Linked DNA regions of Rattus norvegicus: region 2 is linked to region 1. Evidence: chromatin contacts called from public Hi-C data. All regions are on one chromosome and are shown on one strand. Each heading gives the region's core, a stretch centred on a gene start, on an enhancer-like site or on the middle of the called end of the contact. The rest is flanking DNA. Distances are from core to core; before and after follow the strand shown.

What was found. A called contact is a pair of places that touch in the nucleus more often than the background predicts.
Region 2: a contact with region 1 is called in a Hi-C map of kidney, with 2.4 times the contacts expected there. The contact joins two enhancer-like sites. A contact is called at or near these places in 2 of 12 Hi-C or Micro-C datasets (kidney and liver).

The regions. Positions count from the first base shown.
Region 1 is chr14:10,451,348-10,454,179 of GRCr8, reverse strand. All of the region lies in intron 2 of Rasgef1b (RasGEF domain family, member 1B), which reads right to left. Among named protein-coding and RNA genes, the nearest start is that of Rasgef1b, 290 kb to the right of the region's middle. Within about 2 kb of position 1,364, at least 4 of the 93 cell types and tissues checked have an H3K27ac peak or open chromatin away from gene starts, as enhancers often do. A contact at or near this core is called in kidney and liver, where this site is marked.
Region 2 is chr14:10,636,416-10,639,247 of GRCr8, reverse strand. The region is part of intron 3 of Rasgef1b (RasGEF domain family, member 1B); the gene reads right to left. Among named protein-coding and RNA genes, the nearest start is that of Prkg2, 230 kb to the left of the region's middle. Within about 2 kb of position 1,452, at least 5 of the 93 cell types and tissues checked have an H3K27ac peak or open chromatin away from gene starts, as enhancers often do. A contact at or near this core is called in kidney and liver, where this site is marked.

The sequences.
Region 1 (2,832 bases), core at 115-2,614:
CCAGCAACCACATGGTGCCTCACAACCATCTGTAATGGGATCTGATGCCCTCTTCTGGTGTGTCTGAAAACAGCATAAACAAACAAAAATAAGAAATATTTAAGGTAGAAGTGGTTCTTGTGTTGAGCCCCTATCTAACTAACTTATAAAGGGAAGGACACTGACATATACTGAGGAAAGACTACAGAGAAGACAAATGACTGTTAGCCAAAGAGAGAGGCCGTGGAAGTCAGCAACCTTGCCCACACATTTATTTCAGATTGCCAGAATCCTCTAGAACTGAGAGGCCATCTCTGTCTGCTGTTTATGCTACCAGGACTGTGGTATTTGTTCTGGAGGCTCCATCAAAGCTGTTCAGTGAGCATGAGCTACTCTAGTGTCCCATGACTGATCACAGAAGTAGTGTAGATGGTGGGAGGCTGTGGAAGAATGGGCCCAACTCTTCTTGGGGTGCTACCATTTTCCCTTAAGTTAGAGGCCAAGCTAAAGCTACCTCACGTAGTGTAATTGGTCTCTGTTTTTAATGCACGCTGTAGTGATTTCGTCCTTGTATAATTTATGAATTTATATTATTGCTATGCGTGTGTGTTATTGATATAAATACTATTAGACTTCATCTCTCACATGAACGGTCAAACATGTTGAAACAACAAAAGAAGGACTCTTTCTCACAGCAGTTGGAGAAACTGCATGTTTAATAATTAATTATACAGCATTTTAAGTTCTCTGAACATTCTGAATACAGATCGAACTATAAACTAAACAGACGGAAAACCTAGAAGAAACTCATCCCCGTCACTAGGAATTGTTTGTAGATAGAAGCAATTAATAAATGAAAGCCGGATGAATAGATGGTGCTTACATCAGGTGACAGTGATGTCTATAAATCACCAGGGAGTAAATAGTTCAGGCTTTGGGGCCACATGGCCAGGTCTCCTGTCACAGCTACCTCCCCATAGCCCCAGAGCAACCAGTCCATGGATATATGAGTGGGGAAGGCTGTGTTCCAGAAAAAAAATGTACAACAATCCAATTTTATCACTCTGTCGGGGGTCTGCAGTATTTCCCTGACCAAATTCTTTTCTCACACTCGATTTTCTCCAACATTTAGGGCAAGCCACACATCAGAGTCCAGTATGCTCCACAGTGTGAGGCTGACGGGTCTGTCATCCTATTTCTTCTTACCACACAGAGACAGCTTCTATTCCAATACGCTGATGATTATTTCCAACGTCCAGGCTCCTAGACCCCTATGTCTTCACTTTGCTCCCCTATCTTCTGCCACACTGCTTATCCTCAGTGCTGTCCTCAAATTCTACACTGGTCAGCCTTTGACCCCGTCCTATCATGCGTGTGCTCTCTCTACTCTGAACCTCAAGTTGGCCTTTTTCCCAGTTGGCCTTGTTATTACTAAACCCAGATTCACGTTAGTCAGTTCCATGGCTTCTTGTAACCTTCCATAAGACCATGAACTTCTGGAGAGCAGAGCTTCCATAAGACCGTGAACTTCTCCAGAGCAGAGCTTGTACCCCTTCCATTCCAACCATCTGGCAACAGCTCAGACACTCTACAAACTCAATAAACCCTTCATGGACTCACTGAGTCCTGCCACTTGAATCTGATGCCCTGACACAGAAAAAGAAAGAAAAGCACAGACTGGTTCAGTTCCAAAGGAATCCGATTACTTGTGGTCTGTGGAATATTAGTCCAGTCTGATAAAAATTGAATAACCTTTGCTACTGATCCTGAAAAGCACCTTGAGAAGCCGGAATTCTTGGAGCCCACTGTCTCTTTAATTAACTTTGGCCGGGGAGCAGAAGCTTCCTCCTCCAGTGCTAAGCTACCTGTTGTATTCCTGAGGCCTTGCTTACAGCGAGGTTCGTTAGGCCTGCAAGTGAGAGGGGATTTTCGACTCAGCCACGTCCTGGGAGCCTGCCTGCAGTGCAGAGAACACCATGAGACTGGGGAGATAAATAAGACATGAGCTGCCTTGCTACCTGGTAGTTAACAGTCTAGTCAGGGAGACAGACACAGATCCAAGGTCTGCAATAGAACGTGGGCAGTGGGAAGGGTTGCAACAGGACAGATGGTGCGGCACTGCCACCGAGAGACAAATTAATTTTGATCGAGGCAAGGTAGTCTGGCCCGAGAGTCCTTGTGGAATGGATGGAATTTAAGCAGGAAGTTGGTAGAAAGAAAAAAAAATCTACGGCTGAACTTGAGATAGTGTGACCTCTGGCCCGCTCATTTATTAGGTGAGAAAGGAAAGACGAAGACAGGAACTGAGGGCTGGCTTATGTCTCGTGACCCGCTTGTTCCGTCGGTAATCAGCTATGTGTGACTCCAAGTTCTCACGAGAGGAAGAAAGTGATCTGGATGGCAGTGTCTTCACACCTAAGCATTGGTGAAAAATATCAGAGGCAGTGTTTAGTAGTCTGACCACACAAACGCCCCACGGCCATGGTGACCCCCAGTGGAAGCCATTGCCTTTGGTGGTTATCAAGGGACTTGATTTAGCTGCTAGCAAGATTGCACCTGCATCCTGTAACTAAAGATGTCCCAGCGCACACAGGCAAGCAGCTGAACAAAAGCTTGCAGTGAATTGGGGGATAAATCAGAGTGAGCTTTCAGCTCCAGGAAAGGAATCTTCTAGAAAAGCTCAACTTTGCTTCAAAAGAACAGCTCTGAGATGCAATCAAAAGGACAGTGATTTGCCCTAGAATTACAGGATGCGATTTTCGGCAGGGAGAGGCACGGGTTTCTCTTCTCGCAGGGTGTGTGCATTTACCTGATTGAATCTTGAGGGAACGCACAGGTGTCTCAGACCTCTCC
Region 2 (2,832 bases), core at 203-2,702, 180 kb before region 1:
GTGGGAACTGAGATAGCCCATGTGGGAACTGAGATAGCCCAGGAAATCTAGCTGTGGACAAGCAACTTCCCTACTCTGTACATCACCGACATTCAGGTCAGTTAACTAGCCTTGGACAATGTCTGACAGGGGTGGGGCATTTTCCTGGGATGTTAATGTAACAGCTCAGCTCTCTATGACAGCAGGTGACTCAAACTTACTGTACAAGGGCACAGTGTCGACTCTGCGTGAGGCTGGTTAAAACACAGTCAAGATACAATTGCTGTGAGAGACAGTATATTGTAACATTAATCCTGTATTCAATTCATTTGCATGCCAGTCGGGTAACCAACCGTCCTGCTTGGCCTGGGACCAGCCAGGTCTCAATATTGAATTTCATGATGTCTTAAAAAACAAAACAAAACAAAACAAAGGTTTTTTTTTCCTTTATTTTACGTCGGTGAGTGGGTGTTGGCACAATGCTCCTGTGGAGGACACAGGACACTTTGTAGGAGTTGGAACTTTCCACTGTGTGAGCTCTGGACATCAGGCTAGGAGCAGGTGCCTTTACTATGGGCTCTCCTTCCTGGCACTAGGGCAAAGCTTTGGATGTGGGTTAAAAGGTATGGTTGAGGGGCTGGGGATTTAGCTCAGTGGTAGAGAGAGCGCTTGCCTAGGAAGCGCAAGGCCCTGGGTTCAGTCCCCAGCTCCGAAAAAAAGAACCAAAAAAAAAAAAAAGGTATGGTTGATCTCCTAAATTGAGACATTACTAAAAAAAAAAAAAACAAAAAAAAAAAAAAACAAAAAACTTGTGGGTCCTGGAGAAGGCATTAACAAAAGCCATTGAGGACAAAACAGAAGGTGGCTGCCATCTAGAAGTGACGACCGAGGAAGGCAAGGCAGACGGCATCAGAGGTCTAGATACGAAGTCCTCACAGAGACGCCCAGTCCTGGGACAGAGAGGTACTCACCACAGGTGGGATAGGCTGGGAAAGTTGCCTGCCTTTCATAAGTACAGGAAGGAGTTAGCATCGGATTTTGTCAGGGTAGGGTCACCTGACTTCATTTTTAAGTATTTTTAAGCTCTTTAGGATCTCTGGAGGATATTAAGTCTCTCTAAAATTAGGTTGAAGATCTATTTTTGATCTTCTACCAGAACTAGATTGAGTAAAAATCTCGAGGTGGAGATGGAGTCCGGTTGGCACAGTGCTGGCCTGGCAAGTAGAAGGATCTCGATTTTACCCCTAGTGTTCACAAACTGGAACACAGGAGGGTCAGAAGTTCAAGGACACACTCGTTTATATAGGCAAGTCAAGGCCAGCCTGGGAGGAGAGAGGACGAGGTGGTGGGGTAGGATGTATATTAATATAATCTTAATAGAACAATTAGAAAGGGCACAGGCTAACAATGACCTTGCCTGTACTCTGCCCTGATGCCACAACACTTGGCATACAGCAGGTGCCCAGTGTTTAATTAGTAAATATGTGAGTTAAAATATTACTGCTTTTTTTATGTGTTAGGTTTAAGCCCTAAATTTACTTTCCCTGAATAGTTCCTCTCTTCTCAACCAACCTACCGGTAAGCCTGAAGTAATTATAGATCAAATGGACGGACCGTGGCTTGTCCGTTGGCTTCAGACTAAAGGTATCCAAGGCCAGACTATACCTGCTGTTTCAAAGACACACTTTGTATGCCTTTGCGTTCGTTCTGTGCCCACGTGTTAAGTGGTCTAATACCTAAACTGCGGTGAGACATGTCTTTGCTTTAAGCCCTGAGTGTTAGGATGGTCCGGCTCTAAAGAGGGGTTGTGGAATGACCAATATTAAGAAGGCACGGAGTTGAGGTCTGACAATTCCAGTGTTTGCATTAGGGGACTTCTCCCCTCCTACTCTTGGCAGAACCTCCCAGCACTTTCTCCCTTCTGACCACTCCCCTTTCTTGACCACTCCCCTTTCTTGACCACTCCCCTTTCTTGACCACTCCCCTTTCTTGACCACTCCCCTTTCTTGACCACTCCCCTTTCTTGACCACTCCCCTTCTTCGAAAGCTCCAGGCCTTGACCTCAATGCCTACATCAAGGACCACCCCCGGCCCCCACCTCACCTCTTCTTTTTTGTCATGAGATCTCCTTTTTTCTGTTGCTACTTCTGGCCCCGCTGCAGTTTTGAAAGGAGTAAAAAACTTCAGCCTGCCCGATGACTATCTCTCCTCACTGACGGCACTCATGTGATTTACTTCAAGGTCAGTGCATTTCCCGTGTCTGGGGTGATAGGCAGCGGAGGAGTCCTTCCTTTGCTTCACAATGGACAACGGTTCGCTATGTTTAAGCAATTGGAATCCTCAAGTTTACCTATTTTTTTACATTTTCTATACATAATAACTCAAATGAGTAGATCATTTACCTGTGGGGAAAGGGACCTGCCTAAGTTGTCCTCTTCCAATGGCTTTCCTCAGACGGTTCTGCACATACAGGATGAACTTTCAGAGCCCACAGATAGAGTATTAATAACTGCTGTTTCCGTCCCTTTTTTAAATTATTTTTATTTTTCGCTTACGTGTGCGTGCACGCGCGCACACGAGTGGTGCTACCCTCAGATGACAAAGAAGGGCATCAGATCTGTGGAACTGGAGCCACAGGAGTTGGGAGCCACCGTGTGGGTGTTGGGAACAGGACTCAGGTCCTCTGCAAGAGCAGCCAGAGTTCTAAACTGCTGAGTCATCTCCGCAGCCCTCTGGAAATCTCCTGACATTACTTTAATCTTCAGTTGCTACATAAAAATCTTTAAAAAGTCGCCACAGACTAACAGATCACAACAGTTAACAGGAACAAATGTAACTTTCTGCACTTCAACT